5 separate regions of the Mus musculus genome follow, and all the other regions are linked to region 1. A link is a contact called in public HiChIP or PLAC-seq and promoter capture Hi-C data. All regions are on one chromosome and are shown on one strand. Each heading gives the region's core, a stretch centred on a gene start, on an enhancer-like site or on the middle of the called end of the contact. The rest is flanking DNA. Distances are from core to core; before and after follow the strand shown.

The links. Promoter capture Hi-C pulls out the DNA fragments that hold promoters and counts their contacts. HiChIP or PLAC-seq counts read pairs in DNA pulled down with a chosen protein or histone mark.
Region 2: a contact with region 1 is called in a promoter capture Hi-C map of hippocampal neurons, with 2.1 times the contacts expected there. The contact joins the enhancer-like site here to the promoter of Gtf3c5 in region 1. A contact is called at or near these places in 5 of 39 promoter capture datasets (hippocampal neurons, liver, pre-B cells and 1 more) and 1 of 115 datasets of contacts at active chromatin or transcription factors (large pre-B cells).
Region 3: a contact with region 1 is called in a promoter capture Hi-C map of hippocampal neurons, with 2.1 times the contacts expected there. The contact joins the promoter of Rxra here to the promoter of Gtf3c5 in region 1. A contact is called at or near these places in 2 of 39 promoter capture datasets (hippocampal neurons and liver).
Region 4: a promoter capture Hi-C map of hippocampal neurons shows a contact between it and region 1, with 2.1 times the contacts expected there. The contact joins the enhancer-like site here to the promoter of Gtf3c5 in region 1. A contact is called at or near these places in 5 of 39 promoter capture datasets (embryonic stem cells, hippocampal neurons, liver and 1 more), 1 of 15 datasets of contacts at CTCF or cohesin (embryonic stem cells), 1 of 484 Hi-C or Micro-C datasets (cerebellum) and 1 of 115 datasets of contacts at active chromatin or transcription factors (astrocytes).
Region 5: a contact with region 1 is called in a FOXA1 HiChIP or PLAC-seq map of pancreatic cancer cells. The contact joins the promoter of Med27 here to the promoter of Gtf3c5 in region 1. A contact is called at or near these places in 4 of 39 promoter capture datasets (embryonic stem cells, liver and pre-B cells), 1 of 484 Hi-C or Micro-C datasets (muscle stem cells) and 1 of 115 datasets of contacts at active chromatin or transcription factors (pancreatic cancer cells).

What each region holds. Positions count from the first base shown.
Region 1 is chr2:28,580,776-28,586,758 of GRCm38.p6, forward strand. Gtf3c5 (general transcription factor IIIC, polypeptide 5) reads right to left here and starts at 2,504. Exons shown (of 12, transcript NM_148928.3): 1 at 2,050-2,504. The coding sequence starts at 2,202.
Region 2 is chr2:29,561,625-29,567,607 of GRCm38.p6, forward strand. No RefSeq gene overlaps it. Among named protein-coding and RNA genes, the nearest start is that of Gm30761, 18 kb to the left of the region's middle. Within about 2 kb of position 2,552, at least 30 of the 459 cell types and tissues checked have an H3K27ac peak or open chromatin away from gene starts, as enhancers often do. A contact at or near this core is called in hippocampal neurons, where this site is marked.
Region 3 is chr2:27,674,563-27,680,545 of GRCm38.p6, forward strand. Rxra (retinoid X receptor alpha) reads left to right here and starts at 2,639. Exons shown (of 10, transcript NM_011305.3): 1 at 2,639-2,898. The coding sequence starts at 2,871.
Region 4 is chr2:27,761,511-27,767,493 of GRCm38.p6, forward strand. Rxra (retinoid X receptor alpha) reads left to right here. Exons shown (of 10, transcript NM_011305.3): 10 at 1-1,809. Among named protein-coding and RNA genes, the nearest start is that of Gm39777, 74 kb to the right of the region's middle. Within about 2 kb of position 3,606, at least 37 of the 459 cell types and tissues checked have an H3K27ac peak or open chromatin away from gene starts, as enhancers often do. A contact at or near this core is called in hippocampal neurons, where this site is marked.
Region 5 is chr2:29,344,607-29,350,589 of GRCm38.p6, forward strand. It overlaps Med27 (mediator complex subunit 27), which reads left to right and starts at 2,204. Exons shown (of 8, transcript NM_026896.5): 1 at 2,204-2,441; 2 at 5,240-5,384. The coding sequence starts at 2,239.

The DNA of each region.
Region 1 (5,983 bases), core at 1,254-3,753:
CCTTCTTCTTAAAGAAAAAAGAAACAAACAACCCCCCACCCTCCCACTGAATAGTGTCCACCTCATATATGATACTGTTACGAGTATTAAATTAAAACAGTGGTGCCTAACTCCTGGTAAGTACTAACACCTACATGTGAACAGATGCTTGCCCCACATTTGGTAAGAGGCATGCAGTGAGTGTCAGCTGTGTGTGTGTGAACAGAGAGTGTGTACTGGCGCAATCCACTGGCCACCCATAAGTTTAACTCCTGACTCCCAGTACTCAGGATAGGGGCCTTCAGGAAGCGCTCAGTAGCAAGTTAGGGAAAACATGAAAGTTAAAAGAAGCCTGAGGGCTGGAGAGATGACTCACAAGTTAGGAGCTGTTTCCAGACTGGAGTTCAGTTCCCAGCACCCAAACATTGGATATAGTGCACAACCACCTGTAATCACAGCACTAAGTGGTCCAACGCCCTCTTCTGGCTTTCACAATCACCTGGATACACAACTAAAAATAAGGTTAGAATCTTGAAAACGGCAGCCTCATTCCTCAGGCACCCTTCTCATAAAACGCACAGTTCTGACCTACCAGAGCAGGGATGAGCCCAGCCATGGCCTGACACATTAGGACGACTTCAGAAACCCAAGAAAAATGTAAGAATGGAAGACTGTCTATATCAGGCAACCCTGGGGTAAGGGAGAACAAGGATTCTCTCAATATCATAACATCCATCAGTTCTTATCCACACCCATAAAAAAGTGGAGCAGCAGCTCAGACTGTATTTGTGCTGGAATTCATTTTCCTGTCATACCAGTAGCAATGTCTGGCTTAGCCTTTCTTACCTGCCCCCTTATCTGGAAAAAGGAAAGAAAAATAGTATCTAGTTCACTAGGATATTATTAGGACGTTTTGTTGTTTGTTCTTTTGAGACAGAGTTTCTTTGTTAGCTCATGCTGTCCTGGAACTTGATCTGTAGACCAGGCTGGCCTTAAACTCAAAGATCCACCTGCCTCTGCCTCTGTAATGCTGGGATTAAAGGTGTGGGTCACTACTGCCCAGCTTCATTAGGACTTAACCAAATACTTGATAAATTTTTATAAAATGGGGAATCTGTACAGATATTAGTACAGAGGTAAACAAGAGAGATCCTAGCTCGGTTTACAGCCCCAGGGCCAAGTAATAAATGTAATACATGAACAGGTAATACATGTATCAAACTGAAATCTGAGTGGAATTATCAACGGAAGGAGCCAGAATCTGCTTATGCTAAGATGTTCAGGGAAATCATTTCTAAAGAAACAATTCCAAGATTCCACAGAGCATCACTTTAGGTCCACTACTTGTTGTGTGGTTATGTGGCCTGTTTACTTGTAAAATGCAGATGTTGTCAGTTCCGGCCCTGGGGATTGAAAGGACTGTGGCATGTTAAAAAATAAATAAATAAAAATTAAAAAATGCCGGCCCGTGGTGGCGCACGCCTTTAATCCCAGCACTCGGGAGGCAGAGGCAGGCGGATTTCTAGTTCGAGGCCAGCCTGGTCTACAGAGTTCCAGTACAGCCAGGGCTGTAAGAGAAACCCTGTCTCAGGAAAAAAAAAAAAAAAAAGCCGGGCAGTGGTGGCACACGCCTTTAATCCCAGCACTTGGGAAGCAGAGGCAGGCGGATTTCTGAGTTCGAGGTCAGCCTGGGCTACACAGAGAAACCCTGTCTCGAAAAAACCAAGGGGGGGCGGGAGAGCACTTTGTACGTGCTAACCACATAATACAACGCCGGCGAATTGTGTCACTTTTAGTTTCAACTACAGGTGGTGGAAAAGTTCTCTTTCCTCCCGTGCCTCGGTTTTCTGCCGAGAGCAATAAGGTCAGAGCAGCTCACTGTCCTGGGATAGATGCCAAGCATGCTACTCACATTTGGGGACAGAAAGAAAATACCGCCTAGTTCACAACAGGTCCTAGAGCTTGCCTAAACTCTCCGTTGCCACGGAAACCGCTCTCCCGCCCGGTGGTCCCGCCCATTCAGTAGACACGATTCCTTTCCCGCGGTCCCGGAGTTTCCCAGCTCCTTACTCGAGAGACGCTTTCCTCGCCGCCCAGGGTCTGTAGCATCTTGGCCTCGTTACGTACTACGCCCGGGTACTCCACGCACACCAAGCGCCGTTCCCGCCGCAGGTCCACAGGGATGGCGGCCTTCGGGTCCGCATCCGGCTCCGCCGCCGCCATGCCTACTAGTCTGGTTCCAGCCCGCCGCGGTCCGTTCTCAAATGGCTCCGCGAGGCCTCACCTCAAAGGTTCCGCGAAGGAATTGTTCCGGTCCTCCTTACCTTTCTCGTCTCCTTAAATCATGGAGACTCGAAGGCCTCCAGGAAGAAGTGCGTCGCCGCAACTGTTTATTTTGCTACACCACACAGAACTGGGGGCTTTTTAATTTAAAATGAAGAGGGTTGGACAAAGGGGCGAGACGAGGGCGTATCCCACCAGCCGACCCAACCAAGACAAGCCAGGATTCGACCGGGTTTTTCCGGATATCCCGTCCAATGAGAGCTTGAAGACGTGCCCCAGGCGTCCTCTGGCCCGCCTCTCATCCCTGAGCTGGTTTTCGGCTGTCAAAGAAAAAGCAGTCCACTGAGTCCTCTTAGCCTTGCTCCTGTGTGCATGTATTTAGGGCTGAGTGCAACTGTAAATTAACAAATTGATAACTTCTTATCATCACACCTCTGTGAGTTTAATACACAAGCTTCAAAGCCTTTGTTGTCATCTTGCAGAGATGACAGTAAAATATTAGATGCACATCGCATCCCATATTAGGATGTACGCACAGCATGCTTAGCAAAATTTGCAACATAGGCTACTCACCTGTTGGTTCTGTGAGGGTCTGATTAGATAGGTAAGTCTGCTGAACTCGGTGCTTCTACCTCTGAATGAGAAGAAGTTCGGTTCCTGAACCTACAAAGCTGCTTCTAAGCTACATGGAGCCTCGGTAAACCCCTCATCCAATGTAGCAACACTCTCAATATTCAGCTGTCATCTCTTCTCCTTATGATATAAACATGATCTTAGAAAGCGATCTCACGTTGTTCCTGTTCTCAGCGGGACCCTCACCCCTCTTTCCCCCCACCACCTAGCTGTCAGCTTCTCTTCATCACTTAGGTTTATGTATAGGCTTTATCTCCCCTGGGGATCCACCATGATAACCTAAACCTAGTCTGCTGATTTCCTTGGTGCACTCGGCACTCAGACGCACACATCGGGGAGCACAGCCTTATTTGCTTAATGCTGGCCTTGCTTTACTGTGTTGGCAGCTTCCTAAAGGTAAGTATTGCTTTGCTGCGGACCTCTCAGACCTGAACACGGGGGTAGACACAGAGTATACATTCACTAAAGATGTTGTGAGCCAGTGAATGAATGAGGCGACACTTTCATGACTCATTCAATCCAGGCCTAGATCGACACGTGGCCACAGAACACTGAATCAATCTCATTCTAGAGAGGCATGTCCGTATGTGAACAGGAACCACGGAGAAGGGCAGGAGGGGAGACAAAGACAAGGACCAACCTGAGGTCCTCAGGCCAAGCTTCTGAGAGAAAGAGACTTGGTCCTGCCTGGGATCCAAGCCAGATCTGGCGCACAGACCCTCACAAACAAAAACTTACCTATCTAATCAGACCCTTCAGACTGGAAGCTGAGAAGAGCCAAAAGGATCAGGCAGCTAATGAAAGCAGTGTCCACACATTTAGCATTTAGGAAATGCAGTCTCCTGCATGCCTGGGTCTGTGGGGAGTGGATGATGAATCAGAAAGCCTGTCCTTCTAGAACTCACATTGAGTAGCAAGAACAACTAGCAAAGGAATTGGAGGCTGAGACGCTGTTCAGTGATGGAAGAGGTGCTTACTGTTCAAGGTGTTGAGTCCCATCTCTAGGCTCCCTCCCACCTACCATTACACCTAGAAAAGATAACGTTGAGGAAAAATCAAGCCCATGGCATTTACCCATCTTTCTGCATCCAGCCTCTTCAGATTCAGTTTTCCAACAGGCCCTGGCACACAAGGTGAATTTTACAAGGCTCAGAACTGGGGCGCACTAGTTTGGTGACCAACACCCCTTCAGCCACTGCTCTAGGACCAAGGACGTTCTGGGCCTTAGCTGTCTAAATGTGCTCGCAAATCTCAGGTCCTGCTCCTGATACATAGACTTGGAGAAGGGCAGATGTCCTAGCCCCTGAGATGACCCAAGGCAATGGAAAGGGGATGCTGGCTGTGTAGCAGAGCCTAAATCCACAGGAAAGCATCGTCAGGCAAGCAGCATAACACTCCTATCCAGGGCTTTGCAGAACGCTGAATATTGTTGGCAGTGTGCCTTTGGAGGAACCAGGAGTGGGGAAAGTACTAGCCTTTTATCAACTAGTGAAAAGGAAATCTTTGGAAAATATTTTTCTGAGCTTCAACAGAGATGCGGTATAACTCATTGTATTCTCAAGGTCAGTCCACAGTGCACATAGTAGGTGCTTTCTTTAATATTCCCTTGCTAGGCGTTGAGTCTCCTTGGACTGGATGAGAAGTGTAATGTTTCCTTTTGGCCATCAGATGGCGACAGAACATTCACATGGGCAAGCCCTCCATCTGCTGGCGGTAAGTGGTCATGACATCCTGGAAGATGGAGAAGTTGCTGCACTAAGAAACCCCAGTTCAAGCCTGAGGTCTCCTGAGTTCAGGAGCCCCCTGAAAGGCTTATGCTAGTCCCAGGGCCAGTATTCTTGCTGTCCATCTGCTCCATCTGTGCCCACTTATACACATGTTCAGGGTCTCATCATTGGATGACAATGACCGACAATGGAGTCTTTCACAGGCTTCTCTTCCAAAAAGAACAAACCATGTCACTGGGCATTGTCCTTCCCGGTCAGCTTGTCATTCCAAAGCAAAATGGAACCATGAACAAGACCAGGTTTCAGAGCTTGTTCGTAGATATAGTTTATGTTGCCTAGTTAAATATTTCCAAAATGCTGCCTAGCCAAGACATATGGAAAGCTAGTGAAATGTAAACAGCACAGCCCCTCAGTACACATAGGCTTCCTGAAGGCCTTGGGAGGCTCTGTATCACTATGCTCACGTGGGAGCATGTTTTAAACTGCATTTGGTTAGTACATCTGTCCCTTTCCAGCCATGCTGTCCTCGGTCACCCTTTGCTGGGAGTCTGAGGAGTATGGGGGGCTTGGCTGAGGGGGAGTGAGCTGGGAATGCAGTAAGACAGAATAGGATGTGTGGGTGTGGCTTGCAGTCACTTCTGTGTGCAGAGAAATGACTGATGCTCATTTTCTGTAGGGATGGCTTCCAGGAACACTTGCCCCATCCAAGTCCATGACAAATTACTGATGTTGTGACCTGAAAGTGCAGGACCAAAGGTATGGAAGTCCTCTTGACTTCCAGAGCCATAATCCATCCTGTGGGAAATCCCATCAGCTGGCTCACTGGGCAAAGTCCTCGGGAAGTACAAACATGAGGTCCTGAGTTCAGACCCCCTGCATCCATGTTAAAAACAAAACAAAACTCACCTGTTACCTTTGCACTGGGCGTGGGCAGAGACAAGTCATTTCAGCAGCTTTGTTGACCAGCCATGAATACAAAACACAGTCTCAGAAAGACCCTGTCTCAGAAAATAAGGTAGGCCTTATTTGATGGCTAAGATGGCTCCATGGGCAAGGGCTTTCTTTCCACGCAAGTCTTGCCAATCAAAGTTCCACTGGAGACCCACTCAGTGGAAGAAGAGAACCAACTGTTAGACCTCTGCTCTCACACTCCTTGCTTACCAAACAAACAAACAAACATTGGGGCTGGAGAGGTGGTTCTTCAGCTAAGAGTACTTGCTGCTCTTGAAGAGGACCCAGGTTCAGTTCCCATCATCCATCTAGTGGCTCACAACCATGTGCAGCACCAGGTTTAGGAATCCAGTGCCCTCTTCTGACTTCCAAGGGCTCCAGGCACATACAAGGCACACAGACACACAAGC
Region 2 (5,983 bases), core at 1,302-3,801, 980 kb after region 1:
GCCTGTGGCCTGAATGCCTTCCAGATCCCCACAGGACCTCACTGCCCTGCCAGCTCAGGGCAGCTGCTATGTCGGACAGTTCTAGGGAAGCCGAAGAAATCCTTCACCCTGCCCCCAATTGGCCCCTAGCCAGAGCTAAATGGCACTCAGAATTGGAGAGAGAGAATGGGTACCCTTGCCCATAGGGCACCTGTGCCAGGTGGGGTCCATACCCAGGCACGGGGTGCCAGCATCCTCTTTTGACTCCTGTCACTCTGTCTGAGATACACCTGACAACTCAGGTTGGACAGAAATCCACATAGTTTTCCTAGCCAGAGGAAAGAGGACTGGGCTGGTCGGAGATAGGGAAGGTTTAAGCAGAAGTCAGCAGCTGGAGGTGGGAGTAAAGTCCACAAGGACAGAAGGAACTTCATGTGTAAAGGCCCTGGGGTGAGAGCTAAGGCATAGGAGATTCCGGGAACAAGACTAGAGTGGCTGGAGGTGGAGGCATCCTGAGATGGGCCTGGAAGGGCAGGCAGGCCAGTCTCTTACGTAGTATGGAGAGGACTACTAGACCCAGGAATGGGTGGTGTTCACCGGGGATCTATAGAGGTGTGGGTGGGCACAGAGGTGACTTAGCTGGTAAAGACAAATACTACTGAGATGGATGACCTGAGTTCAATCCCCAGCCCCACATGGTGGAAGGAGAGAAGTGACTACCACAAGTTGTCCTCTGACCTCCACACACATACCCCCACATATGCACACACATTCATAGACATTCACACACACACACACACACACACACACACACACATACATACATACATACATACAAATCAATGATGAAAATAAAATTTTGAAAGAAGAGGCCCAGGTTGACAGCTGTTCTGCTATGGGTTCTGGGGTACAGGTTCAGTCCCCACTTCCTTTGTGGACAGCTTTGATCTGTGCAGTCCCAAGGCACCTCTAACTGGCATTCCCTTTAGATATTTTGCTCATGGTCTCCTTACGTAGACCCTGGTAAATAAAGGCAGGATGAGTCTGTCTGTGCCTCTGCTCCGTATTTGTCTGCTTTACTATGGTCACATGCCTACAGCCTGTGTGTCACTCACTCTTGTCTAGAACCAGGAGGACCATGACCTTCTCAGTCTCCTTCAAAGCCAAAATTACGAAGGTAAGAGTGGAAGGAAGCCTTATCAGCTTCCAATGTTCTGTTCCAGGCCCTGTAACATCCTAGCCATTGTCCACATGTCACCTTAGATTCCAGAACTAGCAGAGCCTCATAGGACAGACAGACCAGCACCAGCTGACAGTGATTGTTCGAAAGGAAGAGGACACACCTTGCAACAGGGATGTCCACCTCCAGAGCTCCAGCTTGTCCCCTCGGGCAATAAGGACTTTCTCAGAGTACCCTATAGACCTGAGGCAGGCACATTTAAAATATATATATATATTTATTTTCTGATTTTCATTTATGTGTCTGTGTGAGCACAAGTGTGTGTTGAAATCAAGAGAGGACGCCAGATGCCCTGGAACTGGGAACTGAACTTGAGTCCTCTGCAAGAGCAGTGTGTGTGCTCTGAATGGCTGAGTCAGCACACCTCTTGCGCCCCTCCCCCGGGTGCAGTGGGGGGAAGGGGTACCTCTCCCAATTCTACTTGAATCTAAAGTTTGAATCCTCACATCAGTTCCCTGAAGATGGACCTGAGACCCTTCATCTGCACTTTGCAGTGTGCACACACTAGTGAACATTTTGCAGTGTGCACACTCTGGGGGACAGCTTCTCCCTGCTTTCACCACCACAGGCCTCTTTAGCTAGCACGCTGGATGTATCAGGATGGTGGCCAAACCAAGCTGCTGAAGCCCCTGGAGCCAAGGCTTTTACTATAAAAACTACAACCCAGCACTCACCTCTTGAGTAGCTCTGCCCTAGGCACCCACATGGACAGTTCTCCCTACACTTAAAGGGGTTTTCTAACTCAGCTCAAATCAGCCTTAGGGTGGCTACCCACAGGAAATATACATTGTCTCTGTCACCAGAAGCAATGGTGCCCCAGCTTCCACCCCTTGGCCTCAGCAGCTTGTTCGGGCCCCAAGCAACCCCTGGACATTAGCAAGGCTAACTGGCTGAGGGGCACAAAGGAGACTGAGAATCCAGTGTGTGACCAGTCCTGGGGACGACCTAGGCTGTCCATACTCCCTGCCCCCACACCCAGTTACATCAAGCCTAAAGTCCAAGGTCTCTCCAGGGTGTCGAGTACCAAAACTCAAATCGACGCAAAGGGTGAATGAGATCTCCACTTCCTGTCCTGTACAGCCTTCTACTCATGAGGCGTGCTCAGCTATGTATCGGGGGCGTGTCTCCTTGCAGCTTGCTGCCTCCTGGTCCTTTCTGTCCACACAACTTGAAATTCTCTCCAAGGCAGGATCTACAAGGGCAGCCAAGAGGCCTCCTTCCACAGAGGCAAACAACGCTCACCAGGACTAGCTGTTCGGCAGAGTCACACAAAGCTAGTCGGGTTTTTTTAATTGGCCAGAGGCCTAGAAACCGACTGGCTCTGAGAGAACTGACAGATGGGATCCTATATGAAGTGACTGAGTCACTCAGCTCAGAAAGCGAAGAGCTTATTAGTCAGTGTCTCAAAGGGCTGCAACTTCACCGGAAGCCTTCGGGCCCAGCCAGCTGGGACTGCCTCACCTCCTTGACTGGCACTAACTTTGCCAGAGGATCCACAAGCCCAGGTATGGAAGCTGAGTTCCCACAGGCCTGCCTTGTTCCTGAGGTCCGGGCTTGCAGGGGACTCAAGGGGTTCCTGTTTGTTTACTCACAGGCTAGACCAAGCCAGCAGCTCTCCCAGCGCCATCTTTGAAGTCCTACCTGGGTCTGAGCTTGAAGTGGTGTGACCCAGGAGGCTCCACATCCTAGGGACCCCGGACCATAGTAGCTTGGGATGTGGAATCTGGCCAACTGTTCATCAGGGCAGTCTATTCCTTGTTGACCAAGAACCACTTGCCAGGTTGTCTGTCTTCCCTACCCTATTTCTCCCATAACCTGCCAGAGGGTTACCTGAACTTGACTACACACACACACACACACACACACACACCGACACACACACACCGACACACACACACACACACACATGTTATCTTCTAAAAGCTTAGGCCAAAGCCACAGAAAAGAGCCAGATGTTCTGTCAGGGTTCCCAAAGAGACAGAGCCCTAGATCACCTGGAATGATCTCTAACTTGGCCAACACCTGCTCAGCACCCACATCCCCAGCACTGCACGGGTGATGCACAGGTGCCCTTGGTGATGCTGGGACAGACCAGCAGAAGAGGTCCCTGCACCCATGGGGCTGACAACTGCCCTTTTTTTACATGTTTGCAAAAGAATGTGCCTGTGTGCTAGAGAGTTGGCTCTGCAGTTAAGAGCATGCAGACTCCTCTCGTCAAAGACTCAGGTTCAGGCCCCAGTGCCTGACAACTGCCTGTAACTCCAATTGCAGAGACCTTCCAGGATACCTGGAGTCATGTGCACACACACACATGCATATAATTTAAAAACACATCTTTGAAAGCTAACTACAAAGAAACTGAGCATACATACACCACCACCACCACCATAGGTTGAAGGTCAGCCTGGCCATACATTGTGCACAGGGAACAGGAGGAAGGCTTCCACCTACTCAGAGGATCCCACCCTGCCCTCAGGACTTCATAGCCTGTGCCCTTTATGGTCACTGTCCCCTACGGCCACTTTACGCACTTGAAAGCTTTAGACTGTTTTTCTTCAGAGACCGAGGGACCATATATCCCCATCTCCATTTTTGTTCATGCTACAGAGGCCAAGCAGGGTCCAAACATCAAATAAGCCCTGAGCCCCGAACTACACCTGCTGCAGAATAAAGAATCAGAAGGGGAGGGGCTCCCACCCCTGCTGGGTGGGGGGAGAGCAAGGATGGCTCTCTGATCCCTCATTGGTCAAGTTCCCAGAAAGCATTGCATCCGAGTTCCCCTTCTCCCGGAGCGTTTTTTTGGCCGCCTGCAGGCCTGCTCCTCTGTCCACCGGCCTCTCCCCGAGGAAGCCCCTGGTGTCCCCAAGCGGAGCGCCTGATGTAAGCTCCCATCTTCCCACCAGCAGCGGATCCATTCAGGTCAGCCCAGGCAGCAGGCCAGGCAGAGGGTCACTGCTAACTATATGCTAATGAGAGCTGAGGCCAATCAATCCGCCCTTAATCAGGCAACCACTGTGCACAGCAGGTGTGTCCAACCCTGGCCTAGGGGGAGGGTGAGCAAGAGTGGGGTGCAAAGGGGAGAGGAATAGAGAAAAGGAAAGGGAGGGAGAGAAAGGAGGAGGAAAGGCAGTTGAGGAGAAGGGAGGGAGGGAGTACAGGGGACCCATGGTCTCAGTCCCTTAGGTACAGCCTCGCTTGCCTTGACTGGCTGTCCCCAAGGTCCCCAAGGACCACTGGCTGCAGACTGAAAGAACCAACGGAAAAGAGAAAAGAAAAAAAGGTGTGGGGCGGGGGTGGGGGGTATCATCTTTCTAATCAACTCTCAAAGCTGCAACAGCTAATGAATTCTTTGGAAACCCCAGGGCATGTCTGCACAGAGAGAAGCCAGACTTCCTTCCTCCCCAACCCCTCCCTCCTACTCTCTCCCTGCCTGGAGCAGCCAAACAGGATGCCCGATCTCAGTGGCTCCTGGGAACCTCTGCAGGTCTCACTTCTGACCTCGGGACAAGGCCACCCGAGGTCGCCACCCTTGCAGTGCCAGGGCCTTGGATTCCTCTAAGCTGAGGGCACAGGGTAAACAAGGACCAGCTGTGGTTATCTCTTTAGCACCTACTGTATGCAAGTTTTAATCTGAATGCTCCCTCACAGCCTGTGAGCTAATGACTGTATTACAGATGACAAAACGGAAGACTGGTTACACTGGGATACAAATCTGCCAGCATCTCAGGGTAGGAGTGCTGCGTGACACTACTCCTAGGGAGAAGTGAACACCATTACCCCAGTGGTCCCAGGGTAGACTTAATGTCTGACTTGATAACCAGTGAGATTCTTGAGGTTTCTTAGAGAGCAGAAATGAGTCAAAGGCACCTGTATCAACCCACCCCAGCATGGAGGACAGCTGGGAAGAACTGGGACCTTGGAGCTCTCTTCATGACAGGCAGGCATGACTCAATAAAGCAGGGAGTCTCCTCTCCTCAGCAGGCCTTACTGATTATACAAGGGGAGGGACCTTGGCATCTGCTAAGCTTCAGGGATTTCCTGAGACTTAATTGTTTACTTCTGGAATTTCCCTTCTAGATGAAATGTTTCCGTTTAGAGGAAACTGCTGTACAACAGGAAGATTTGAAGCCCACTCTAGTGGCTACAAGGTCATGGTGAGTCTGATTTCTCCCAGAGCTCTAAGGTACCCTGGCTCCCCAGTCCCCCTCCTCACATCTCTGCTGTACAGAGCCCTAGATCACCTGGAATGATCTCTAACTTGGCCAACACCTTTTGTCTTTGAAGCCTTGAGTTCACACCTTCTCTGGCAATTTCTTCTCTCCTTTTAGAAAGTGCAGAACCAGTAGGTTTGACAGCTAAGCTTTATTTGTGATTGTTCTGACTGGCTGTGTGACTAAAAGCAAACTGCTTGTTATCTCTGTCTTGCTATCTTTGGGCTGTCTCGGTATCTCTGCTGGTGTATGACACGGCACACAGGATACCAGCACCTTCCAAGGCCTTTTCCATGCCTCATTTACTACTGCCTCACCAGTTGAATCAACTAAAACCCAAAGAGGTTAATAACTTATCAGAGGTCGCCCAGCAAGCCAGAGACCATGCATTCAGAGCTTTGGCAGCCTCTGCTCCAACAGTCCAGGTTTCCAGCGAAACCTCACTCAGAGCATCTCTAGTGAAAAAGAAGGGTAATGGAGAGAGCCTCGCTTTACAGGGAAGGAGGTCCTGAGGGAGAACCCAGTGTCTAGAAGGACCAGAAGGAAATGCTAG
Region 3 (5,983 bases), core at 1,389-3,888, 910 kb before region 1:
GGGAGGGTGTTCATACCAGCAAATCAGGCTGTCCACCATCTGAGGTGACCTCAAATGCCATTGCCAGCTTTGGGGATGGCCAGGCGGCTTAATGCTTCTTCCCACCCCCAGGTCACTTCATGCCAGTCCTTCTACCTGGGTGTGTCATCCTGACTCAAAGGGACAAACATGTCCTTTCTTCATGGCACAGCTCAAGGACCAGCCATGAGGAAGTCACCAGAGTCCATGGCTGCCTGGGCCTTGCCTCCCTGTCCCTGTTGATGGTGCTTTAGCTCGGCCTGCACTGCTTTATCCTGATCCAAGGCTTCTGCAGTCATAATTAGCCACTCTTGCCTATGAGTCTTCCCTATCTTGTGACAAAATATCTACTTTCTGGCAAGCCTCATCCTGGCTGAACAGTCTCTATATTGCCTGGTTAGTCATTTCAAAGACCCAGTATGGAGGATGGGATTGTCTGCACTTTCCAGGTCAGGGAACTGAGGGCAAGAGCAGAGTGGCCTGGCTTGGCCACCAAAGAGTTGCAAGGCAGAGCTGGGGTGTGCCCTTGCCCTGCCCATCTTAACCACACCTTCTGTGAGAACCCAGGGTCAAGTCTTCAATAGAGCCTGCTGATATTTGTTGGTAGAACGAATGGCCCACAATACTGGGGGACAGAGATCATTGAAGTTTCTCTATCCACCCCCACAGACCTTTCCTGATCCTTTCTGTTCTGAAACTTAGCGTGAGCAGGCTGTCTGCAGCCCAGATTTCACTGGCCAGGGTAGAAAGTTGGTACTTTATTGTTGGTCACCACGTGTTGCCCTGGCGAGGATGGCCCAGGAGTTTGAAGAACAGGTCTTAGCTCTCTACTGTGATAACACGTCCCTAAGGTAAAGCTTATAGTCTCTTTCTGCTCTCTGGCCTTGCTGTTGACACAGGGAGTTAGTTCTACCCCCTCACAGCCTGCCATAAGAGTCTCAAAATGGCCCTGTCAAGGAAGGAATCTGGGGGTTTTCTCCCTGGCCAGTGGGTCCAATGGAGCTGTGCTACCTGATGCAGGCACTACCAGAAGCACCCCAAGTTGTGTGCCACACTAAGGGAACTCCCAGGTGATGACCTGGGAAAGGAGGCCTGGTTTGTAGTGCAACCCAAGGCATTAGCAACCCCATTTTGTTTCCCAGCCCACATAGGAGGACCAGACATGGCCTTTCTCTAAGACAGGTCTATAGCTTTTCTGGTAGGCTGCTAAAAGACATCTTTAAGATAGAGTCCCACAACTATTGCTTTTTTTGTTGTTTTTGTTTTTTGTTTTTTTTCTGAGACAGGGTTTCTCTGTATAGCCCTGGCTGTCCTGGAACTCACTTTGTAGACCAGCTGACCTCAAACTCAGAAATCCGCCTGCCTCTGCCTCCCGAGTGCTGATATTAAAGGCGTGTGCCACCAAGTTCGGCCAACTATTGCTTTTTACAGAGAAAAAGTGCAGTCCTGGAGGACGGTGGTAGTGGGCCCACGCAGAGCTTTCTTTTTTGTCTTGAGGGGAGGTGTTCTCTTTGGGCAGCACCTACTCTGTGCAGCCTGTGGACTTTGGTAAACCCCTCTGCCAGGGCCTCCACGCTGGATTTTGGTCTGGCAGGCACCAGCTGGGAGTGGAGGGAGGCGGGACTGCCGGTTGCCTGGCTTGGCGCAGGGGGAACTCTGCGCTTAGGGAGGCTGGCTTGGCTCCGCTCAGGTAGCTCACACCCAAATCCGAATTCCAGCTGCCCAAGTCGGCGGGCGGGTTGCGGAGGAGGCCCAGGCTCTCCCTGGGTAGGAGTGCTTCCTTTCGTTTTTAAACAAACAAATCATGAATTTAAGTCAGGGCAGAGAGCTAACCAAGGTATAAAAATAGCCTGGGGCCACGGGTGATGTCCGAAGCCGGCAGTAGCGCCCTTCAAGCCCCGCGCCTCTGAGGAGGGTGAGAGCCGTCGTGTTAACGTGGGTACCCCGAGCAGCACCCCAGCCCCCCTCTGCCTGTCTGGCCTGCGGTCAGACACCAGGGTCCTTTTTGGGCCTCTCGCGTGTTAGGTGAAGGGGACTGGGACGTCCAAAGGGCAGCATCTCCCTGCCCAGCTGCTTGCCTCTGGCTCACGGCCCTTCACCGGCCTCAGTTTCCCCATGTGTCCACCGGGATGCGCAGGGCCTCGGCTCTTCTGCAGGGAGCCTTGCAGGACCAGGGTCCTCGCGCGGCCACGGCCGGCCTCTTTGTGTGTCCGCGCAGACAATGGCCCGGCCGCGGGGCTCTCCTCCCGGCCCGGCTCTCCTCCTCCTCCTCCACCACCACCGCGGGCCGCCGGGTTTTTGGGCAGCCGGGAAGGGAAGGCTGCTTTACCCCACCGCCCCGCCCTCCTCCCACGCCGCCGCCCCACGGCTCCTGGGAACCCTTGGCAGATGCAAACTTGCAAGTTTGCAGGGCGCTCACAACTCGGGGCCGGGCTGCGAGCGCGGGGTGGCCGTGGTGGTGGCGGCGGCGGCGGCAGCGGCGGGCGGGGCGCGCACCGGTTGCGGGCGGGGCGAGTGGCGGCGACGGCGCTGCGCCGAGTCCGCGCCCGTCGCGGGCCCCCCGCCGCTCCCCCCCCACCCCCCCGCCCCGCTGCAGGCCGGGCCGGAGCGGGTCGCGGGCGCGCGGCGGAGGCGCGGGCGGCGGGTGCGCGCGCGGGGCGCGCGCAGGCACAAGTAGTTTACATTGTTGGGCGACTTTTGCAACAACTCGCCGCGCCGCGGCCTCCGCGCGCCGCCGCCGCCGCTGCCGCCGCCGGCTCCCCGCCGCCCGGGCCCCGGGCGGGCCGCGCCGGGGGCCGCCGCGCTGCCGCCCTGCTGCTCCGCCGCCGGCTGGGCATGAGTTAGTCGCAGACATGGACACCAAACATTTCCTGCCGCTCGGTGAGTGCTGGCCGCGGCGGCGCGGGCGAGGGAGGGGGCCGGGGCTGGCGGGGCGGGGGCGCGTGCGCAGCGCGCGCTGGGGGTCCGGCCGGGCCCATTGGCCCCGAGCCGTGGCGGTACCGAGAGTTAGCGCGCCGGGCCCGGGGAGGCGAGTGGGCACAGGGCAACTTTTCCCGGGCCCAGGCGCGCGGCGGGAGAGGGCGAGGACGCCGGGCCTCTGACTTGCCGAGGAGCGGGAGTGGGCGGCGGGCTGGCGCGAGCGCAGGTTCGCTCGGGACGTGGAGAGGGACCCTCACGCTGCGCCTCGCGCTTCCGCGGACCCCCGGGGCGCCCAGCTCTAGCTATCCGGGAACCGAGCCACGCCGGAGGAGCAACTTCTGAGCTCGCTGGAGGGCTCCGGGCCTCCCTGGCATTGGGATGGGGACGACGCGCTGGGCTCCGGGAGGCCACTGCTCTTCCCGGCTCGTCGGGCTGTGGCTTGGAGAAGGCCGCTGGCCCCTGGCTGTCTCTTTGCCCAGGATAGAGTCTGCGATCTTGCCGTTCCCCGACAGCAGACCAAACCTAGGTGGGCACGGTCACTCTGGGTCTCTGATTAAACCCAGGACTGGGGCCCCACACTCTGGCACCCCTAGTTTTCAGTATTTAGGGGAGACAACCCATCGGCAGAAGGATCATTTTCTTGTCCTGCAACCCTCCCGCCAGCAGCACCCAGCCCCAAACAGCCTGCCAACTCCCGGAGTAGAACCAAGCAGGGTCAGAGCCCCCCACTCATTACTCTCCCTGGGGTTTGGGAGCCAGAGGGAAGCAGGGTAGGGAGACTTATAAATGAGCTCCGGGAAAGATATTAATTTGGTGGTGAGGACAGCAGCCAGGCTGTCAGGCTGGTGAAGAATTTGTGCTGATTGGAAATCAGGACAGCAGATTATGGACGAAGCTCCACGATGATCATTGCCTCTTTGCCTCCCACCCCCTATGAGGTTTGGGATGCATTTTGGCTACCCTGAGGGGTGATCAGAACCCAGCATGGTTGCCAGGACTTTTGGTGATTTGGGGAGGTGGTACCTCCTTAACCTCCAGCCTTCTCACAAACAGGTCTGCTGCAAAGTGACTGGGGTTGTGTTACAAGTGTGTCACAGCTTCAGACTCTCCATCCTTATGAGTAGTGATAGAGACAGTGGGAGCACACCTGAGCTTGGGGGTCTAGCTCCCCGGCTATAAACTCCTGTCCCTGTTGCAGTTGAGAAACTGACTGGGGAAGGCTTCACTTCGAGGCTACAAATGGTGGATTTGGCATTGTAACCCCCTGCCAAAGTCAGCCGACAAGAAAGCTTTGTTACTGTGGCTTGTTGCTGTGGGGCCTGGGGTGGGGTGGGGGTGGGAGGCTCCTGAGACATCTCTTTCTCCTTCATTCAAGCCTTGATGTGCACACAGAGTTGGGTCCTTCAGACAGGAATGCTTTGCTCAGTCTCTGGCCTGGGACACGGCCAGGGCCTGGCACTACTTTGGCTAGGTCTTGAGATGGGAACACCACCCCAGGAGAGACAGAGCCCGTTCTCAAAGTTGACACATACAGAACTGGCAATGACATTGCAGGCGGCTGGACTGGAGTCTCCATGAAGAGGAGTTATGTCTCAGAGCTGCTGTGTTGGCTTCACAGAGTGGTGGCTCTCAGGACCAGCTTTGGCCTCCCAGGCAGCCTGTGCCCCAGGGCTGAGGGCTGAGTCCTGGGCTCTGATTACGTTTTATTTTTTACTAAGCTTGTGACCAGCTCTGAAGTCCAGTGCAGTTGAAGATCCATTTAAGCGGCTACTTGCCTAAGCCCTTTTGTCAACACAGCCTAATCCCTCCTGGGGGCTGAGTGTCAGAGGATCTGGCTCGTCCAGGGTCCCCACTGACAGCTTGGGTCTGACTTGAAGTGTCTAGGAAAGTTTGGCCATCCCTTTTTCACTCCCTTGCCCCTTTTGGGGTCCGGGACCCAGGGCTCTTTCCAGTGTGCACTGTGTGTGTTTGGTGGTCCAGGCAGCCTCCAAGCTTCTGCCAACTGAGCTGATCTGCACAGGACAGATCTAGGAAGAAAGAAGGGAGGTTGGGGAATTTGCCCCAGGCAGCCCCTGTTTCCTGGCTCTGCTGTCCAGGGCTGGTCTTCCTCCATGCCAGTTGGGGAGTTGGGGTAAGGGCTGGCCTCAGCCTAGATGGTGGGACTGGAAGGCTGAGCCTGCAGAGTCCAAAGGTCTCAAGCCTGCACTGCCCCTCTCAGCTGTTAGTGGCCCATTTGCTTGTGAGAGTAACAGGTTTCCAGAAGCCAGGCTCTAGACCTCCAGCCACCCTCTTGTGTGGTACTTGGGGACCTGGTGAGCTTGGGGCCTGCCTGAGGGGGCTTTTAGTAACATCAGAGCCCTTGTGACCCAAAATAGAGCACATTCCGGGAGTCCCGAAATAACAGAGTCACATGACTCTCAGGAGGCTGGGCTTGGAGTCCAGCTTGGGCCTGACTAGGCAGTTCATGTTTAGGCCCCTGGCTGTCTACTGATTTGGGCATTTCTTTTGGGAAACGCTGGAGGAGACTTCGTTGTTGACTGAGGAAGTATTAGGGAGAGAAAAAGTGACTCCCTGATGGTGGTCTGACTGTGGTGGTGGACTTGTCTGGCAGTATTCTTCTTTGGGCTGGCCGTGACTATTGTGCTGGGCACAAGCATTTGTCTCAGATGTGGGCTCAGAGAGCTAGGCCCACCGGAAGGAGTCACTGAGGGTGGGGAGCTCTACACACAGCCCAGGTCTGCACTGCTCAGAGTCTGTGGGGTGTGTGGGGTGCAGAGTCGAGCCTGCAGCTGATCACATGGGGCAGCTGCTGTGGGCTGGCTCCCAGGTCTAGGGCCTGGGCGGCTCTTCCAGCTGTGCATGTCCTTCAGCGCTGGGGCTAGGTGCAGCTCCTCAGGGAGGCCCCTCTGACTTCCTTGCTAGTGCCTCCTCCCGTAACTGGTTCTGAGGTTGAGTGTAAGAGTGGGGACCCCTATCCCATCCTCATGCCTTCCTCTAGGAAAGGGAGTGTTATAGAGGGGTTGTCACTCTGTGGACAATGGAGGGG
Region 4 (5,983 bases), core at 2,356-4,855, 820 kb before region 1:
CTGCTTGTCACTATAGATTCCCTGGTGAGCTTCCTGCTCCTTTGGCCTCATTGTCACTGTCATGGGGGCAGTGTTGCTTGTTTGCAATGGTGGTGTGGGCGTGGTGTCACTAAGGAGAAAATTGGAGCTTCATTTAACCAGACCTTCAGTCGTGTTACCAATTTGGCTCAATTAAGGTGATTGTAATTATTATTGTTATTATTTTGGTGGAACAATCTTTAATTTTCTAAAGATAGCTCTAACATCAGCTCATTAGCCACCCTGCGCCCATCCCCACCTCAACCTGATTGGATTGTTGCCACCAATGGTCATGTGACTTCCACATTGCAGCTTCTGGGCCATATTCCTCATGTGTGTCACCACCCTGCTTGGAGATTCATCTGGGGCTCCTGTGGCCGAGAAACGAAGATGACCACAGGGCCTGTGGCAGCTGCTGGCCTGTGTCACCCTGAAACAGTCACTGGGGGAATTTGGCCCCCACGCCCTCAATTTTCCAAATTACAGCATCCCCAGGATCCTGGGCAACTTGGTGACAGTGCCAAGAGACACCCAGCCCCCCTCCCCTGGCATCCCAGGATACCTGGCGAAAGCAGGCAACCAATGGCTAGTCATCTGCTGTCCCCGTTGTAGAACTGGGGCTTGTGACCGGGTCTCCATGCACACGTGTATGGTGTGAACACATGTGCTATACAGAGACTGCCCACTGACGACGGGAGATGCGGCACAGTTACTGGTGTTTTGTGTTCTTTTTAATCAAGACTTTCCCATTTTCCTGTACATTTGCTTCTCGTGAGCAAGGACCTGAGGTCCCCTTCTGTGGGGAAGTCGGGCTCTGGGGACTCTCTGGAGGCAGGGGATGCATCTATTTTCAGATGCTTCAGGGCTGGAGTGCCCTGAACTCTAGCCATGCCTTAGCTGGGATGTGCGGCCACCATGGGGAGGAGGCCGCGTCCGCAGGGAGTAAAGATAGAGGAATGTTTAACGCACCGGGAAGGGTAAATGAATCTATTTTTGTACAAATGTAATTTTATCCCTCATGTAAACTGGATGGCATGGTGGGGGACCTATTTTGTTTCTGCTTTGAGTGTCAAAAACTGTTGGGACACCCTGACGCTGAGACAGCAGAGGAGGCGCTTACCAGGCGGCTGAAGGCGTGAGAACAGCACAGACAGACACTTCCTTCGGTGGGAGGGGGGCCGCACGGGCAGGGTTTCCTTCCCCTTCTTGGTGATTTGAACAGCCCTGCTCTGTCCTCGGTGCCTGCCTGCCTGCCTGCCTGCCGGCCTCTGACTGTGAACTGACTCCCCACGGAACTACTCACTGGGACATTGTGGTGCAGACGCCGGGGGGTTGATGAACAGCAGTCTCAGGATTATAGAAAAGAAACAACAACATGAGAGGAGAGACAAATATGAGCGTTTCAAAATATATCTCCATTCGGTTCTCATCTGTCCTGTGTTGGGGAGTCCGATCTGGGGGGTTGCAGACTTCTGGGGCAGTGGGAGTGGGAGGTCCTGTGGTCAGCTCCAGTCCCCAGCTTCCTTGGGAGGGTCTTCTCTTCCATGTCTGCTGTGCTGTGAAGCTCTCCCCTGGGGCCCCTTTGAGGCCTGCACAGAGCCATCCCCAATCTGTGTTGCTACCTGCCCAGCCCTGGCTTTCCTGCACCCAGCTTCTACTTCTGTGCTAGCTAGAGTGGGCAGGAGGTTCACACGGAGGGACTCAGATACGTGATGTCATCTAACTGCCCGATTAATTACAGGTTAACAATGCCCCATCTGTGCCATCTTGTGATAAATGCCCTTTGTCTCCGTGCTGTCTGCAGGTCGGGCTTCATCTGACCCCAAGTTTGGTGACACTGCCCTGTCATCTCACGCCCCTCTCTGCTGATGGGTTCACTCCTGGGAGAAACTGGGTACTAGTCTGAGGCTGGGAGCAATGGGACCCGAGGGGCCTTGTGATGTTGGACAACTGTTTCTAGCTGTGGCCAGCAGCCTGCAGAGCCAGTCTGCTGATTTCCCAGGCTAGGAGCGTTCTGTCACAGTACACTTCATACGTTTCACTGAAATACCCTGTGTATTTCCCCCTTGGCTGCAGAGGGCAACGGGAAGCTGAGCCCAGACTTCATACTGCTGTTCCCACTTCCTCAGGCACAGAGGAAAAAAACAAAACCCCAAAACAAAAAACTTCGGTTCCCTGAAATAGCCTTCCTTCCACAGGTCCCCAGTTAGTGAGACTTTGCAAGGTACAGTTTCTCTTCTTTACTCAGAGGGTCTTTGTCCTGAGCCAGGCCTTCCCCTGGCTAGAGCCAGTGTCAGCCCCAGGTTCAATGTGGACTTTTGGCAGTCCAAAGGTAGGGGACCTGGAGGGTCTCTGAATTGCTGAGCTGTCTACCTGATGCCTCTGCGTGAGTCCAGCCCTCTGCCAGCCCACTTCAGCCCTTTTGTGATTTAATTTTTGTGCCCAAGGCTCAAGCTGGCCCGCTCCTTGGTCTGGAAAGAGGGTCATCTCTGAGGAGTGGCCACTTGGCTTCTGTACTTGGTGCTGACTCACCGTGCGTTACAAGCTAGGTCGGTCCTCTGTTGGTCCTAACCCTTCTACAGAAGTCAGAAAGGACAAGGGACCCTGTGAGAGGCTTCAGGTTAGGGCAGAGAGCAAGGGGACAACAACTGTAGAAAGGACAGTTCTCAGGGCCCTTGGTGCTGGGTTTTAGTGACCCACGGTTAACGGGATGAGAAGGCACTGAGGGAGGCCAGTCTGGGTGGGGTCTCCCTGGGGTGGCACATGGGTCTGATCACCTCCAGGGACATAGGACTGCAGAGTGCTCCACCAGCTGAGTAGACCCAGGCTGCTTGCCGGCATCACTTGGCAACCTGGTCTAAGGCCTCCTTGCTGCCTCTGGTTGCCATGGCAATGCCTGCTCAGGGCAGTCCCTCTGGACCAGAGATGCTGGGCTTGATAAGTTTATCAGCAGTAGAATCAGGCAGCGGCAGGCTGAGCCAGCCTCTAGGCCTGTGTAACCTGAGAGGCCAGGGTGGGGGTAGGGCCTCAGGTCTGGGGACACATGATGTTTGCATGGAATATCACCAAGCCCCCGTTTTCTTTCTCTGGTCTTATGCCCAGTACCAGGAGCCAAGGGGAAGGAAAGAACAGACCTACCCATCAGCAAGCAATAGTGCTAACGTGAGTGTGTGTAGTGGTGGTAGTATAGTGGGCACATCTTGGAGCAAATGGGGCTAGCCTTGTCTCAGGGCCTGAGGACAGCAGTGCCATGCAAGTGCTAATGTGTGTCAGGAAAGTCGGGCAGGTAGGGGGTCAGAGCATTGAGGGAGTCAAGAGAGGTGGCAGCTCAGAGGGGAGTGCATCCTGGCTGACTCCAGAGAGTGAAGCAGACGGTCAGCTGATGCAGAGGCCCTCAGAAATGCCAGGAGAAGCTCTGAGGGCTTGAAGATGAAGGCCCAGCTTGCCAGTACTTGAAGAACCCTGGGGGCAAAGAAGCTACCTGGAGTGCTGTGCTAATATGGATGAAAAGTCTGAGGCTGTGGAGGCTGTCCTGGGTGGCCCAAGATTGACCGCAGCAGCAGCAGTTCTCAAATGTAGGGTAGCACTGCCCCCTGCTGGAGATATTTGCACAAGGCTGATTCCTTCCAGGACCTTCTGGTTCCTCCTAAGGCCTTGTGCTCTGCAATATACTCTATCCCCCCATGATTAGAATACTCCTAGTCCCAAGGCAGACAATTCACCATGCTGACAAGAGCAGGGCTCGGCAGGGTTGTAGCATCTGGAACATTCACCAGGACCTGGGGAATGCGCAAGGTTAGGCTCCTATCACCAGTGCTTGATTGGCAGCAGAGGCAAACCTTGGGTCTATTTCCCCATCTCTGCTAAGGACAGGATCCCCATGCCCAGGGCCCTGATATCAAGAGTCCTGGTCACGTGGGAGAAGATCTTCAGGTACCACTGCTGTAAAGAGGCTCTAATGCTGGCACTGAGGTAGGGCAGTTTGGATTCAGATACCAGCCTTGAGACCCACCTTGAAGACTGGGGCTGAGGGCCCAGGTCCCAGGAAAAGGCACCATCCCTTGCTTACTGGAAGAAGGCAACTCTACTGGCACCAATGCACCCTCAAAGGTGAACAGTGAGTGTCAGAGCTGCCTGAGGAGGTCAAGTAAGAGGAAAGCTTGGAGCTGTGAGGAAACTATAGCTTCTCTCCTTCTCTCCCCCTGCCTCCATCCATCCCTTCTTCCCTCTCTTTTCTCTTCCTGTCTTCCCCTCCCTCCCCTTCCCCCCTCCCCTCTCCCTCTCTATATCCTTGTTATCTCTCCCTCCCTTTTTCTCCCTCTCTCTCCCTCACTCCCTTCTTCCCTCTTTTCCTCCCTCTCCCCCTCTTCCCCTTCCTTCCCTTTCCCCCTCTCCTTTCCCTCTCTCACTCCCTCCATCCCTTCTTCCCTTTCTTTTCCTCCATTTCCCTCTCTTCCCCTGTCCCTCCCTTCTATTTTCCCTTTATCTCTCACTCCCCTTTGCTTTCCTCCCTCTCTCCTTCCTTCCCTCTATCTCCCTCCCTCTGTCCCTTGTGTCTCTTTTCTCTCCCTCTCTTCCCCCTCCTTCCCCTCTTCTTCTTTCTCCCTCCCTTCTGGCCCTCCTTTTATCTCTCACCCCTGTCCTTCCCCCTCTTTTTTCCTCTCTCCCTTCTTTCATCCATTTATGCAATGTTCTTGCCACCTTCTGCTCATCTATCTTTCTGTTTATCCAAATGCTCGCCCACTGTCTACCCAGCTGTTCTTCTACTCTTCCATATGTTCACTCAACCATCCATACATCTGTCCATCCATCTTTCCATCTATTGGCTCTCTGTCTGGACATTTCCTAGGCTCGGGTCCCATCCTGAGGGGGCTTTATCTGTCCCTCCTGGACAGGAAGGCATCATCGACCGGAATCCCTAAGACTCTAGGTTGCTTTCCTCCTGGCCTTGTCACCATTAAGTGGTGTGACTGATGCTGTCAGACCCACAATAAGAAACCAGCTCCAATGTCCTAGGTGCTGAAAGATGAGGGAGCCCTGTCCTCTGGAGCAGATGGCTGGAGCATCACTTTCTATCTGTCTTCCTATTGTCAGCAGCTGTCAGTGTGTGGTCCAGCTTGTGTAGGGGGCAGTAGTACCCCATGCCCTGGTGTGAGAGTCAGGAAGCCAGGTCTGGGACTCAAGCCCAGCTCATGAAAGCAGACAATATTGTTTCCCTGGCTTCAGACTCCCACCTGTGGGTGCTGTCAGACCTGGCACAGTTACTGTATCCTATGGGACACAATCACAAGGATAGTTATCCAAGAGCTCAGACTAGAAATTGTCCAAGAGAAAGGATCACTATGGGTCAGCTGGCAGCTGGCAGCTGGCAGGCCTCTGCTCCCAGGCCGGTGCTCTGGATGAAATCAGGCGTAGGCCAGCCTTGGTGGACCTCACAGCTCTGGGGATGGAGCTACACACTCAGAGCCCACAGCCCAAGGCTGGGTCTGTTCAGAGTCAAACATGGAGATGGACGGAAGGAGTGCAGGAGGCTTCAGGATAGGCAAGACGCACAGCTGCAGTAGCCACTGTCCTGATGCTGCAGGCCTTGGTGTGTGTGTGTGTGTGTGTGTGTGTGTGTGTGTGTGTGTGTGTGTGTAGGTGTGTGTGTTACACACTCTAAATTCCCAAGATGCACTTGAGGATTCAGAAAGAAGAGAGGCTGTTGCCACCAGAGGCTTCCAGTAGTCCCACTGGATGATGTAGGCCTGAGGCAAACAGGTTTTGAGGGCTGAAGATGGTCCAGCAGTCACCATCCATGCCATGCACCCTGCAGGCTTGAAAACTTATATCTACCACAAACCTTGCCAGGGAACACTGATAACACCTTTCCCTAATAACTCTAAGCTAGAAGTGACAAAGATGTCCTTTGATGACACTCCCCCCCCCCCCCGTACCATGCCATGCTGCTCAGCAATAAATGGGC
Region 5 (5,983 bases), core at 954-3,453, 760 kb after region 1:
TTACAGGTCTTTATCATCACGCCTAAACAATAAAATGATTCATGAATCTGCAGATGTTATTAGGATGTTATCTGATTGGCATGTGTCAGAATTTCCCTCTTAGGAAAAAAGGTAATGTTAAACCTGAGAATCTAGAGGAGAAAAGACCAAATCCACTGTTGTCCAACTAAAGTAATCTATTTGGGGGTGAATCTAGAGTGGCTAGCCAGCTGACTCACCCCAAGTCAGGATTTGGGAGAGCAGCCTGTAGTGGCTATTCCTGGTTGTCAACTTGACTATATTTGGAATGAACTACAATCCAGAATTGGAAAGGCTCACCAGTGACCCTTATCTGGAGGCTTGGAGATCCTTATCTGGATCTTGGTATGGAGATCTTGAGCCATAGTGGCTATGGATTCCAGAAGATTGAATCTTGGAGTTTAAGGAACACACCTTTAATCTGGGCTACACCTTCTGCTGGAGACAATATAAGGACATTGGAAGAAGGGAGTCTAGCTCTAGCTCTTGCTCCTTCGCCTGCTTGCTGTGTGAGACTGAGTAACTGCTAGATCCTTGGACTTCCATTCACAGCTGCGACTGAACAATTGTTGGGAATTGGGCTGCCGACTGTAAGTCATCAATAAATTCCTTCACTATCTAGAGACTGTCCATAAGTTCTGTGACTCTAGAGAACCCTGACTAATACACAGCCCCTTGAGGTCCTTTTTATAGGAGAGTGCTCACACAGACGACTGTTAGAAAGATGCAATGAAAGGGAGGAACAAGGGGAGGGATGCTCATCTAGTGAATGTGGTCACGAGTTTAGTGTAGAGGTTGAAAACGTGTTTTGCAGCTTACCTAAAGAACAAGAACTTGGCAGGGCAGTGGTGGCACACGCCTTTAATCCCAGCACTTGGGAGGCAGAGGCAGGTGGATTTCTGAGTTCAAGGCCAGCCTGGTCTACAGAGTGAGTTCCAGGGCAGTCAGGGCTACACAGAGGAACCCTGTCTCGAAAAACCAAACAAAAACAAACCAAACAAAAAGAACAAGAACTTATTCTTTTTTTTTTCTTTTAAGATTTATTTTTATTTTATGTATGTGAGTACACTGTAGCTGACTTCAGATGCACCAGAAGAGGGCATCTGATCCCACTGCAGATGGTTGTGAGCCACCATGTGGTTGCTGGGAATTGAACTTAGGACCTCTGAAAGAGCAGTCAGTGCTCTTAATCGTTGAGCCATCTCTCTAGTCCCAGGAACTTATTCTTAATTACAAATAAAAACCCTAACTTGCAAGGACTTAACATGAGGCAAATAGAACTTATTCTTTAATTACAAACAGAAACTTTAGCCTGCACAGGACAGAGGAACTTATTCTTAACTGTCTTAACTGCAAACAGATCCCCTAAGCTGCAAGGTCTATTTTCCCTGTTTTGATCTTCCATTAACTTGAAAGGTATATTGTCCATTTTGATGTCACAGTATATATCAATTTGTATCATATATAATCACATTTTGCTTATTTGCTTATACGTTGGTAGATATCTGGCTCCTTTCACACTTGACTATAGTGAATGAGGTTGCGGTGGATATGGAAGTACAAACATCTCATTTAGACACTGCTTTCAATTCTTTTGGACACATACCATAATTTCTATTATTATTATTATTGTTAATTTACTTTTTGGACACAGGTCCTCATGTAGCCCAAATGTTTTCTATTTCCTTTTAAGTTTCATAAAGAAAAACGTTTTGAAACTATATAGAATACCTTGCTGTTTCGAAAAAACATCAATTGATTCATACCTTAACCAATTATTTAGGCTGCCAAGTGGCAGTTTTCTTGTATCACTCTGCCTTCATTTATGTGTTGGCATTTTACTACAGGTAAGAGAGTTCTTCCCCTTTATTTATGAATATGGACTCATTCATGTACTCTGGGGACATTTTATTGTTTTGAGAAATTCCTATGTGACTGTTCAAATTTTGGAGATACACAGTGGGCTTCTGCATTTCTTTGTCATTCACTATTAAGCAAAAGGAGAGGACAAAATGACTTCCCTAGATGGAGATCATAACTTGTGGTCAACTCTCTCATTCAGTCAGACTGGCGCTGTTTTTCCAAGTTCGCTAGAGCTTCCTGGATGGGAGCCACGTCGCAAACTACACATCCCAATACCCTCCTAGGACAACGTCATCACGAAGCGCCGCGCGCCGCTCAGGCTGTGGACTCTGGAAAGCCGGCTGTGACAGCTGCAACATGGCGGACGTGCTGAGCGTTGGTGTGAACCTGGAGGCCTTTTCGCAGGCTATTAGCGCCATCCAGGCGCTACGCTCTAGCGTGAGTAGGGTCTTCGACTGCCTTAAGGATGGCATGCGCAACAAAGAGACGCTGGAGGGCCGCGAGAAGGCCTTCATCGCGAACTTCCAGGACAACTTGCATTCCGTCAACCGGGACCTCAAGTAGGTACTGGCTGAAAGGATCGGGGTTGAGGACCCTTCTGGCACCTGTCCCGCCCGGATCCCGCGCCAGTCTGCCCAGTCACGGGCCTCTCTCCTTTATTCACAGTCCGCTGTCACTTTCGCTCATCTCCCGGTCCTAGTCAGCCTCTCAGGGACTCCTTGTCTCCCGTCCCGTTACCTAGTATTCATTCTGTTGGCCATTTCGTCCTGGTTGTCATCTGTGGTCCTCGGTTCCCGCTGTAGTGGTCCTATCTGATGAGGAAACCTCTTCTCAGGAACTTCCACCTCGTCGATCTTATCAGACCTTTTCCTTGGGCTCCATCACATCGGGCCAGTCTCCCCATCAACACTGTCCCAGGCCCAATTACGTACCTCTCGATCCGATGAGCTCCAGTTCCCATCCTCAGAGCCTAGAATTCATCAGTTCCACCTCACCTCATTCTCAGACTACCTCCGTTACCTTTGCCTCTTTCCATTTCCCCTCCGAAGCCACCTGCTCCTCACTGCCAGTCACCATCATTCCTTTTGTTTAGCTCTTTTCTCGAGAGATACAGTCTTACATCTATTAGGATGTTTAAGAGGAAGAATTTATTTAGGTTCAGTTTCAGAGGACTCAGTTCACTACAACGGGAAAGGAATGTTTGAGCAGGTTAACCCCTAATAATTGGGGATTACATATTTCCCTCACGGGACTCCTTTTACATCATTAGTGTATTAAGAGTTTGCTGAGAAGACATTACTCAGATGCCATGCATAGAAGGCACTTTGGATTTTGAGACAGGGATTCTCAGGGTAACAGTCTTGGTTGTCCTGGAATTCAATTTGTAGACCAGGATGGCCTCAAACTCACAAGAGATCCTCCTGCCTCTGCCTCTCTGGATTAATCTGCTGGGATTAAAGGTGTGTGCCACCACACACAGTTTAGTAGGCATGTCTTCTGTGCCTGAACTTGTGTTTTCTTCCTGTCTTAGAAATTAGAATGGAAGGACTTGAGGTCTCCCCCCCCCCCCCAGACAGGGTTTCTCTGTATAGCCCTGGCTGTCCTGGAACTCACTCTGTAGACCAGGCTGGCCTCAAACTCAGAAATCTGCCTGCCTCTGCCTCCGGAGTGCTGGGATTAAAGGCGTGCACCACCACGCCCGGCTTGGATTTGAGCTTTTTACTTCTGAAATTGAGCATTTGGTGATCTGGTCAGGTTGGGTTTCCTCTCTTCCACCTCATGTTCCTCTATAGTGCCTGGTTCCAGCTCCGTGCCTTCTGTGTGTCAGGCAGGCAAACCCCCAGGACTCCCTCCACCCATCAACTAGTCAAGTAGGATGGAGGAGGAAGTAGTGAAGTGTTGTGTGCCTTTCCTCCCCGTATTCCACTCCCTCCTTAAACTACACACATACCTGTTCTGTCAGCTTGACAATGGCATGCCCTACCCCCACTCCATTGACTCCCCCGAGGGAGGCTTTTTTCCCCCCCTAAGACAGAGTTTCTTTTTAGATCAGGCTGACTGACCTCAAACTCACAGAGACCCCCCCTGCTTCTACCTCCCAGGTGCTGGTGGGATTAAAGAAGTGTGTCATCTCTGCCCTGCTTTCTAATGGGATGTCACAGCCTTTTATCACTTTAGAAACTTTAGTAATGTTGATATTTCTTTGACTTATTAAATGTACAGTAGTGCCAAGAAGGTGGCTGAAGATTTGAGGTTGGATGCAGCATGGGAGTGGTTAGCAGTGTCCTGCTGGCTGCTGGGAACTGGCTCCCCAGAATTCGTGATTTCACCGTTCGCCCACTTTCCCAAGTGTCTCCCTAGTTTTCTTGCTAGACTGAAGTGAGCTTGTTTGACACAGCCCCCTTGATGGTGTTTATTTTATGTCTTCTTTGTTTTGCTAAGCTTTGCCATCTGTGAAGCACTGTGCACAAATCTGAAATGTGAAATGATAAATAATCATGATTTATTCAGGTACTTGCTGCTTTGCCAAATGGAGTGATCTGCATGTGGGTCCGAAAAAAATCCTGAATGGGAGGCAGTGTTAGACTCTACTGCAAGGTCCTAAACATCTTCTGCTGTGGATGAATCAGAGTTGTTACATCCCAGTTTTTAGGGAACCTACAGCTTCCTTTGCAAAGGAACCTTATGCCCTTAGGTTTGTTTTGCCTCTGGAATGGCATGAGAGGGCTAACCAGGGCTACACAGAGAAACAAAATATAGCCGTCTCTTGCCATTCCTGAGGGAAAACAAACCTAAGGGCACAAAGAAGCTCTAAGGTTTTTAAATATTGGGGTGTAACAACTCAGATTCATCCACAGCAGGAAATGTTTATTTTGTCTCACTGTGTAGCCCTGGAACTCCCTATGTAGACCAGGCTGGCCTCAAATTCACTTTGATATATCACACTTGCCTCCCCAGTGCTGGGATTAAAGGTGTGGGCTACCATGACTGGTTTGGACAGGCATGTTTGAGATTAGAACGCCTCAGTTAGGCGTTCTCTTGTTTGTCCCTAGGTTTTTGTTTTGTTTTGTTCTGTTTTACCTTTGCAAAACTCTTCTCGAAAGATGTCCGAACCGGGCGTGGTGGCGCACACCTTTAATCCCAGCACTCGGGTGGCAGAGGCAGGCGGATTTCTGAGTTCGAGGCCAGCCTGGTCTACAGAGTGAGTTCTAGGACAGCCAGGGCTACACAGAGAAACCCTATCTCGAAAACCAGAAAAAAAAAAAAAAGGAAAAAAGAAAAAAGAAAAAAAGATGTGTGATGGTCTTGAGGGAGTGAAGTGGACTCGGGTTTATGTAGCTTCTCTTTTTACTTTCAGTGAACTGGAACGTTTGAGCAACCTGGTAGGCAAGCCGTCTGAGAACCACCCTCTTCATAACAGTGGGCTGCTAAGCCTGGATCCTGTGCAGGACAAAACCCCACTCTACAGCCAGCTTCTGCAAGCATACAAATGGTCCAACAAGGTAAGGGGCTGCTGCAGATGGAGCTGACCCACCAAAACCCAGTGTTTCTCCCAGAACTGCAAAGAGCATGAGAGGAAGTTTTCTTTTGCATCTGCATGGGCCATAGAGTTGGAATTCTAGGCTTTCCTGTAAGTGATAGGGAATCCTAGATCATGTATACCTAGCCTGGAGATTGGGTGGTTCTATAAGAGCGGCTTAAAGAACCCTGGATGGTGCATACAATGTGCTGCAGTGTGCTGTGGTGTGTGCGGTTTCGCCTGAGGAAGGTGCAACTGTTCTAGCTTCTCTTGCTTAGCAGGAGGTCCTGACTCCTACAGTTCACAGACTGGCGATGGAAAGGCTTAGCTGCTCACATCGTTTATGGTCTTGTGTTGTCATGCTGGGAGAGTATCTGGAGAGTGCTATGGGTTAGATTATGCTCCACTTTCTCCTGAATCCATATGCTACAGAGTGTGGTTTTATGGTGTGTTGTGTGGGCAGGTCCATGGCGTAGCTCTCAGGAAAGTTGGAAAAGGAGAACTGAGCAATAGTGTGAATCACAGCAACCACTGGGCTTGCAAACCTGGAAGCGGTGTGTTTACCTGAGTCCTTTTTGTCTG